Linked DNA regions of Sus scrofa: region 1 is linked to region 2. A link is a contact called in public HiChIP or PLAC-seq data. All regions are on one chromosome and are shown on one strand. The core of a region is the stretch at or near the end of the contact, and the rest is flanking DNA. Distances in the headings are between cores, read along the strand shown. Region 1 overlaps SLC10A7 (solute carrier family 10 member 7). Region 2 holds the start of SLC10A7 (solute carrier family 10 member 7).

Region 1 (4,635 bases), core at 1,709-4,208, 150 kb after region 2:
AGGTTTGTTCAAGAAGGAAGGACAGGGTTCAAGCTGCATTCTCTTATGGTTTCTATCTAGTCTTACTCCTTTAAAGTTTTAGCCTGGACAAAATGCTCCTGCCTTTTCTTCAGTTAATCAAGTCAGTGCAGTGCGACTACCTGTGTAAAAATAACTTGCTAATTTAATGGCCAAGTCTGGAGTGAATTCATTCCCCATCACTTATTGTCAACAGCTTTGGAGATTTTGGCAGTTCTGGATAAGTAAAGCCCCATGTAATAGCACCAATGACAGAACATTTGTACCGTTAACCCTTCAAACTCGTATTTAGCTGTCAATACATGGGCACTTTCTGGAACCAGATCCTCTTACGCTGTGCACTGCCTGCAGCTCGCCAGAAGCTCAGCTTTGACTAAAAAAAGTTGATTTCTCTTCTCTTACCCTTGTTCTTACTTAGCGTTAAAACCTGCTTAAAGTCCACCCTTTATTCTGAAAAGTGTAAGAGGCACGTGTCATTTCTTAGACCACGGAGATGTGCAGGTGAGGGCTCCCAAGAAATGCTGGACATCTTAGTGAATAACTGATTAGAGCAGAGTTGGTAAGCGTTAATTGTGAGCTGCTAATGACTGCTGAAACAAAAGCTTTCCTGGGGTTTTCAAAATTTTCAATATACTGAGCATTAGGTCAGTATATTGAGGTGGAATTTGAGGAGTCTTTTTTTTTTTTTTTTTGGGACAGTGATAGGTTTTCTACTCGGCTTTTGTCACTTGTCACTTTTGTTCCCTGCTTGCAGGCTTATCTGTTAATGACTCTGTGTGGTGTTGATTGTTTTGTTTTGTTTTTACTGTTTGTCTGCCTGAAGCCAACTTTGGGGATATTTATTTACTAGGCATATTTGGTCATACAGCCGGAAGAACCAGAGAATAGAAAGAGACAAACACAAATGTTGGATAAAGCAATGCTTTCTTAAGCCAAGTACCACCAACATAATGCAATGAAACAGAAACTTTGATTCATGCAGGTTCTGTCGATTCTTTTCAAGTACAATTGTGGAAAAGAGCTCCTAAATTTCATCCTGTGGGTAACATTACACATCATTTAAAAATAGAAGTGGCGTTCAGTGTCTCCATTGAAAAAGAATTCGTAAACAATTGGCGTTTTGTGGACCTGCACTGTCCAATACACTAGTAACTAACCGCATGTGGCTAATTAAATTTAAATTTAAATTAATTAGAAAATTAAATAAAATTTACAATTTAGGCCCTTGGTTGCACTAGCCACATTGCAAGTGTTTAAACAGCTACATGTGGCAAGTGGCTCTTATGTTGAACGGTGTACACTGACCTTTCCATCACTGTAGAAAGTTCTCTTAGACAGCACTGCGCTGGACGGTACTAAGGAAAGCCAAAGAACTTGTTGTTTGTTTGTTCTGTCCTGTTTTGTTGTTTTTGGTTTTGGTTTTTAGCTTTTTTTTTTTTTTTTTTTTTTTTGTCTTTTTGTCTTTTTGCTATTTCTTGGGCCGCTCCCGCAGCATATGGAGGTTCCCAGGCTAGGGGTCGAATCGGAGCTGTAGCCACCGGCCTACGCCAGAGCCACAGCAACGCGGGATCCGAGCCGCGTCTGCAACCTACACCACAGCTCACGGTGACGCCGGATCGTTAACCCACTGAGCAAGGGCAGGGATCGAACCCGCAACCTCATGGTTCCTAGTCGGATTCATTAACCACTGCGCCACGACGGGAACTCCTAGTTATAATTTTAAAATATTCTTTTATGGAGGCAGAGACCACAAATGTTAGGAGAATTAATGTGAGAATATTGGTATTCATCTTGGTATCTTACTATTATGATATTAAACAGCTTGCAGACCTATAAATAATTATTCCAGTAACTCAAGAACTGAAGAGATACCTTGTAGATGAGCTAACCTATGTTTTCAGTATGCGTAGCCAAAAAAAAAAAAATTGCTCAGAGAGGAAATAATTCTGAATATGGAGTCAAAGAATAAAGTATCTATGACCCTAATAAATTTATGACCCAAGAACATTTTCAGCACAAGAAACTCAGAAGAATTGTTGTCCGTGTGATAAAAGAAAAGGCAAGACCAAGAAACTCTGGAAGGAAATACTTAAGAAAGTAAATCCTTTCAAATGAGAGGAGAATAAATATTTTCTTAAGTTGTGTAAAACTCTTTTATTCCAAAAGTGGTAAAATGTCCATTACAAAGAATTTATAAGATATAGATACCAAGATAAAATTCACTTAGAATTCCATTATACAGCAATCATCGCTTTTAACACTTTATATTTTCCAGTCTGTCAAAATTATAATAATGTTGATGACAGAAAGGACATTGACAGCTGAATATGGCTCAGTGAGGCCTGTGTACTCTCCACATGTGTTATCATTCAATACTTACTGCAGCCCCACAAAAGAGGAATCACAGGTCTTGTCCACACCCAGAAATGGAAAAGCTCCGAAAACCAAGGGCAAAAGAGAAAGAGTTTGGGGCAGGGAAATATCTGACCCGAAATGACATGAGGCTGTTTTGTTGTTGTTGTTGTTGTTGTTGTTTTGTCTTTATTTATCTCATTAAATATGAATACTAATATATTTTGCTGCAGAGATATATAATGTATTTGTTTAGAGAATACTTCCCCAGAGCTTGCTGGAGTGGCTTCTTAAGTATATATACTCCACACAGCCCTTCATAAATGTGAAAAGTTTTGAAACCCATCTGGCCCCAAGATTTTTGGATAAAGGATATAAAACTGAATTCTCTGAGTTTTATTGAAGAGGACATAGGGACATTAGATAGCTTGTTCAATGAGATGTTCTCTGCCTAGACTGGTGATGGTCATACGAATCTACACATGATAGAGTTGTGTACAGTTATACACACACACAAATACATGTAAAACTGGTGAAATCTGTATAAGACACATGGCCTGTAATCACCGCCAGTGAGCTGGCTGTGATAATGTACTAAAGTTGTGCAAGAGGTTACCATTGGGGAAAAGTGGGTGAAGAGTACATGATCTCACTATACTGTTTATTATAACTGCATGTGAACCTACCGTGATCTCAAACTATAAAAAAACAAAAAGCCTTGTGTAAGTCCTCATGGCCAGCAGGAGACAGAGCCAAGACTTAAACAGACTATCTGACTCCAGAATTTGAATGCCTAAAACATTGCTTCATTTGAATAAAATTACTATACCTTAAGAAACAGTACTACCCACCTTATGGAGCCTGAGCAGAACTTTTGGATATTGATAATTTGGTCACCATCTCTTTCTTTACCGCTAAGTGTAGTAATTTTGAAGCATCATTCATCAATAATTCTAAAAAATGTTGGTATATTAAGACTCTCAGGTTGAATTTAATGATTTAATCTAATCATTTAATTTAAAACTTCTGTTACCTTTGCTTTAAGTAAAGATAAACTTTAAACCTGAATGTTGAACTCAGTTGTAAAGTCAGCTACCATTGGAGTTCCCATCGTGGCACAGCGGAAACGAATCCAACTAGGACTCATGAGGTTGTGGGTTCAATCCCTGGCCTCGCTCAGCGGCTTAAGGACCCGGCGTTGCTGTGAGCTGTGCTGTAGGTCGCAGATATAGCTCCAATCTGGTGTTCCTCTGCCTGTGGCATAGGCAGGCAGCTACAGCTCCGATTAGACCCCTAGCATGGGAACCTTTATAAGCCGTGCGGGCGCAGCCCTAAAAAGATAAAAGACAAAAATAATAATAATAATAATAAATAAAGTCAGCTACCATGAGGTACTAAAATAATTTGGATGCATGCCCCAAAAGCCCTTGACAACAGAGAGCTGAATTACTGGGTAGGGTCAGCAGAAGGACAGGAGAAACTGTCAGGGTCCAAGATGGTGTCGGTTGTGTTAACAACCATACCTAGGTACCATTATTACGTCCATTTTACAGATGAAGATACTGAGGTGCATAAGGGTTTAAGCTTTTTCTAAGGTCATACACTAGATGGAGCTAGAATTCAGATTAGTCTGTATTTTCAAAGGAGGGGAGTCTAGAGTGTGTCTTGAGTGGTGGGTGGGGAAAATCACCAAAGAGAGGCATCACAAGCAGTCTGCTTGACCGTCCTGTAATAAATCCCATCGTGTGGAAAGCACTGTGGAAACGAGTAAGATACAGACACTTTACTCAAGGAACTTACAGCAAGTGTACAGCCTCCCCAATGATCTATTTGGGAGCTATTTGAGAAGAGAATGTAATTTCTATTTGATGGTTTATTTTGCCATTTTGTGATCCATTGTATTTCTCACTGAACAATTCACCAATCACAAAATATTTTGCTGACATTTTTTTTCTTTTAACATTTGTTGAATGCCTACTAAAAGTTAGGCAGTGTGTGGGGGCCACAGGACCAGTAATAAGTAAGACAGACCAACCCCTGCTCACAGACTTTGCATCTAGTGGAGAAGACAGTTAAACAGATATCAAAATAAACTGTGAAAAATGCTATGAGAGAAGATAGGGAGCTATGAGAGTATGTAAATAGAGGCTTTACCCCTCAGGGACCTCAGGAGTGCTGTAGCTTGAAAGATGGGGCATCAGGGAAGTGGGGAGCAGAGAGTAGAGAAACATGTGTTCCAGGCAGAGGCCCAGCACTGGCTCATTT
Region 2 (5,057 bases), core at 2,104-4,603:
ACACCATACATTTGTGCATATATGACCCAAAACATGTGGTCTGGCTGTGTCTACTCTAAACACTGAGGATATATGCTACCAAACATATGAACTAACAGGGTGATCCAGAACCGAAAGAATGAAACTGAGCTGTGAAAATTTTAACTTCTGACACATAGTGTGATAACAACAGAAAGAACATAAATATAACCAACAGTAATTTTCATCACCACCATCCATTTTCAAGCATATAGAGCTTAAACACAAATTTTTTAGATTACAGTTTTAAGGGGTCAGAAATGCAAAATAGGTCCTATTGGGTTTGAAACTAAGGTGCTGGCAGGGCTGTCCCACTTCAGGAGACTCAGGGGGCATCCATTTCCTTGCCTTCTCCAGCTGCTAGAGGCTGCATTTCTGGGGTCATGACTGGTTCTAGTGACCCCATCACTCCAGACTCTGCTTTCATCTCCCATCTCTTTGTCTTCTTTTATTTTTGCTTTTTAGGGCCACACCCGAGGTCTGTGGAGGTTCCCAGGTGAGGGGTCTAATCAGAGCTAGAGCTAGAGCTGCTGTCCTACACCACAGCTCACGGTAACACTGGATCCTTAACCCACTGAGCGAGGCCAGGGATTGAACCTTCAACCTCATGGTTCCTAGTTGGATTCGTTAACCACTGATCCACAAGGGAACTCCCAGACTAGTATCTTAATAAGAAGAGGGAGAGACACCAGGGATGTGTGCGAGCAGAGAGAAAAGATCACGCAAGCCAAGGAGAGGCAAAACAATTCTTTATTTTAAAATTTTTAGGCTTTTTAGGGCGTTACCCACAGCATATGAAGCTCCCAGGCTAGGGGTCAAATGGGAGCTACAGCTGCCAGCCTGCACCACGACCACAGCATCACCGGATCCAAGCCACATCTGCAAACCACGCAGCAGTTTGCAGCAACACCAGATCCTTAACCCACTGAGTGAGGCTGGGATTGAACCTGCATCCTCATGGATACTAGTCAGGTTCTTAACCTGCTGAGCCACAATGGGAACTCCTTCCACCTGAATTTCTAACAGGCCTCTGAAAGCTGTCTCAAAATAAGTCTTGATTTTCCTCACTAAATCTGCTCTTCCCTATCTTTTTCATCTTTGTAAACTGATACCAATATTCACCCCAATAGTGGATTTATCTCCACCTTAGGAGTCATCCTGATTTCTCTTTCCCTAACTCATCTATACCCACTTCTGCAGCAAGTGCTGTCTGCCTCTGGAACCCAAATGGAAATGATTGCCTTTTTTTCTTCCCCTTTACTATTGACCTTCCAGGGCAGGCCAACAGGATATTTTCTTTCAAACACTCCAAAAGCCTCTTCCATTTTTTTTTAAAATTTCTGTTCTACTCAACAGCCAGAGTGACTTTCTAAGAACAATGTTTTCTCCTTGCTCAAAAATGTCCTAGAGGGAATTCCTGTCAGGGCTCAGTGGTAATGAACCTACCAGGATTCATGAGGATGCTGGTTCCACTCCTGGTCTTGCTCAGTGGGTTAAGGACCCAGAGTTGCCATGAGCTGTGGTGCAGATTGCAGACATGGCTTGGATCCTGAGTTGCTGTGCTTGCGATGTAGGCCCTCTGCTGCAGCTCTGATTCCACCCCTAGCCTGGGAACTTCCATATGCTGCAAGTGCAGCCCTAAAAACCAAAAAAAAAAAAAAAAAAAAAAAAAAAAAAAAAAAGAGAGAGAGAGAGCGAGAGCGAGAGCGAGACAGGGAAGAATTTATTTTCTCCTTGGAGCCTCCAGAAAAAGTAGGGCCATGCCAAAACCCTAATTTTCGACTTCTGGCTTCCAGAGCTATGAGACTAAATTTTCATTACTTTATTTTATTCTTTCCTTTTCCAGCCGCACCCTAGTATATGTAAGTTTCTGGGCTAGGGATCAGATTCCAGCTGCAATTTCAGTCTATACCACTGCTGGTATTGCCAGATCCCAACCCACTGCTCCACAGCGGGCACTCCTAAATTTAAATTATTTTAAAGCCTCTAGTTTTAGGTATTTGTTACAGTAGCCACGGGAAATAAATGCAGAATTCACAGCGCACTGCATTCTTTTAAGTAACCAACAAAAAACTTCCAATGAGTTTGATTCTGCTCTAAGCAGATCAAAGAGTTCTGGTTAAGTAACACAGCAATTCCCTGATTTATTTGGGTGCATAATGGACGGAGCTGAGTTCCTGCAGGGCCTATGGGTAGGAAGTCCATTCATGAAACTTATCAATATCGCTGGTTGCCAGAAAACGCTTCCAGGGAGAAGTGGGGACGGACAGAATCAGCACGTGGGACAACGGAAGGCATGTGCCTCCCTCCACTCAGGGCCTCACAACTTATGCCTTGTGGATCCTGACCCACTTCGCACAGTGGCCCTGCTGTCCGGGTGGGTAAGTTCTAGGGACCCAGCGAGAGCGTGCAGCCTCCATCCAGGCGAGCTCAGACCGCCACGCCGCCCATTGCCAGCTTCGCAGGGTGGCAGAGAGCGAGCTCGAGCACTCACCCGCCATCCCCAAAGAAGGAGCTGGTCCCCGCTTCCAGATAGGGGGATGAACCCCTGCAGTCCTCCCCACTCCTAAGCCGGTGTCGGCGAAGAAGGTCGGGGGCCCAGTACACACCCGCGAGCGGTGGACCTGGCGGTTCCCGCCCTCCCTCCCGGGCGGCAGAGATCTTGCGGTTGTGGGCGTCGGCTCAGTGCCTAATTCTTAACACATTTCCGGGGCTAAAGCTCCCCGCCACAAGGGAGCCGCTTTCCCGCGCGGGTTTAGAGAGCGCAACTACCTCCAGCTACTCCGGCCGGGAACTGGGAGAGTGAGAACCGCCTCCCCTTCCCTGGTGTACACGTCAACGCCGGCGTCGGGGGAGCGTCGTAGTTCTTCGAAGAAGCTCGCCTAAGAAAAAAACCCTCCGCATTCCCCCTCCGCGGCAGCCGACGGAGAAACCGCAGCCTTAAGCGCACGCGACCCTTTCCCTCAGGCTCATGGCAAAGAAAATGAGTCTCTCTGTGGATGTGTTCCAGAGGTGCTGGCGGCTGTGCTAAAGATTTGTTGTAGCGGGACTCTTAATAGAGCTAGGTGGCTGTGGCTTCTCATGCCGCTCCCCGCCCCCGTCATCTCTACGGTTCTGCAGGCCTTATTGGTGGTGAGTCTGTCAGCCCTACCCGGCGGCCAGCTTCTCGTCTCCAACTACCTGCGTGGCCGGCCCGGCTCAAGTGTCTGCTTCAGAGCTTTTGCACTTGGAAGCCGCGGCCAAGAGCGGCTGGGGGGGGGGGGGGTTTGTGCGCCTCTATTAGGAGGCTTACGGTAGTGATGGCGGCGCTCAGTGAGACTTTCCTGTCACTGGATACTACTACTCCCAGCCCTCCTCTGAGCCGCCGGAGCAACCCACTGGTCTTTAATTTACAAGTATCAATTTGACTTGCTCTACTGCATGTCAGGTGGGACCGTGGAAAGTGTGGAGACGCCCCGGAGATTAAGCAATCGCAGCTTAAAAAGAAAAAAAGCCAAACAAATAAACAAAACCCACCCACCCTAACAAACATGAGGCTGCTGGAGAGAATAAGGAAAGAATGGTTCATGATTGGAATAGTATTGGCCATCGCCGGAGCAAAGCTGGAGCCGTCCATAGGGGTGAATGGGGGTAAGTGCTGAACCTTTTCGTGCTCCACCGCGATTCCCATCTCGGAACTAATATGTGAGTCTTGGGAAGAAGGGGAGACCGGAATGGGGGAGTGTCTGCCTCTCTCTTAGGGGCACCGACCAACCAGGGTGTCCTTTGGTCCTTTTGCTGATTTTTCCATTTGCCAACCCCAGAGAGGATTTTATAACTAGGATGGGCCATGGGGATTTGAACGCAGGTTGCCTTTTCCGCGAACAATCAGTGAGTATCCTTCGTGTCAAGGAGTGAGAATGAAACTTACCCTCTTGCCTTCAAAGTAGCATCCTATCCCAGGGGACGCTAGGTTGCCAGGGATTCCTTATCTATCTTGGGGTGGACACCATTACCACGTCCGTTTCCCTCCCCCCATCCCCCACTTTAAAAAAAGAGTGGAGGAAGAAAAAAAGGGGCACCTCTTCTTCCTCCAACCCAGATTTGGTGGCCCACATGTTGGAGAGTGATGATTTGCTGCAGTTGCTGCCGCTCCACAAACTCCCAAGCCTAGTGACACGTTGCACTCACTGCTTCCGTGCGCTGCCGGGACTCAGTGGCTACACTTAGCAGTCTCACAGATTTAGGCTGTGTTAGACCAGTGGCGTGTGTATTTTGGCAAGGAAATGTAGGCAGGCTAAAATCATACTCAGATCTCTGAAGAGTGGGAGCTTTGTAATGCGTGGATGGGCATTGGTGCAAATGACTTGGAAATAACCTTAGCCTTTCAGGCCAGTCCCACCCCCTATCCCTTAGACGATCAAGTCCCACTTTTCATAAACATTAATTGAATCCCTTCAGTTCATTGCCTTTTGGACCTTGTTTGGTGGTTTTCACACTTATTGACAGGTTTTGTACTTTAGTCAAATATCACGGACCAACAGGGACGGAAGCGAACACATACATTTTTTTAATGCACTTGCTCAGGAGGATATTTGAAGTTACTTCTACCTTTTTGTTCAAACAAGATGGAAGTGAATGAAATGATCTCTCAGGAGAACAGTGGTTCCTTCTACCCTCTATACCTCCATTTAGACAGAGATCCAGGGAATATTTAAAAGGAATATTTTGGGAGTTCCTGTCGTGGCGCAGTGGTTAACGAATCTGACTAGGAACCATGAGGTTGCGGGTTTGATCCCTGGCCTTGCTCAGTGGGTTGAGGATCTGGCGTGAGCTGTGAGTGTAGGCCTCAGACGTGGCTCGGATCCCGCGTTGCTGTGGCTCTGGCGAAGGCCGGCAGCTACAGCTCCGATTGGACCCCTAGCCTGGGAACCTCCATATGCTGCAGGAGCGGCCCTAAAAAAGGCAAAAAGACAAGATAATAATAATAATAAATAAATAAATAAATAAATAAATAAAAGGAATATTTTGAACAAAGATTGTGGGGACTCAAACTTTTT

What was found. HiChIP or PLAC-seq counts read pairs in DNA pulled down with a chosen protein or histone mark.
Region 1: a contact with region 2 is called in an H3K27ac HiChIP or PLAC-seq map of alveolar macrophages. The contact joins the enhancer-like site here to the promoter of SLC10A7 in region 2. A contact is called at or near these places in 5 of 47 Hi-C or Micro-C datasets (embryonic fibroblasts, liver, mesenchymal stem cells and 1 more) and 2 of 2 datasets of contacts at active chromatin or transcription factors (alveolar macrophages and skeletal muscle).

What each region holds. Positions count from the first base shown.
Region 1 is chr8:82,258,158-82,262,792 of Sscrofa11.1, forward strand. All of the region lies in intron 5 of SLC10A7 (solute carrier family 10 member 7), which reads left to right. Among named protein-coding and RNA genes, the nearest start is that of SLC10A7, 150 kb to the left of the region's middle. Within about 2 kb of position 2,959, at least 2 of the 83 cell types and tissues checked have an H3K27ac peak or open chromatin away from gene starts, as enhancers often do. A contact at or near this core is called in alveolar macrophages, where this site is marked.
Region 2 is chr8:82,111,756-82,116,812 of Sscrofa11.1, forward strand. SLC10A7 (solute carrier family 10 member 7) reads left to right here and starts at 3,354. Exons shown (of 12, transcript NM_001137640.1): 1 at 3,354-3,648. The coding sequence starts at 3,549.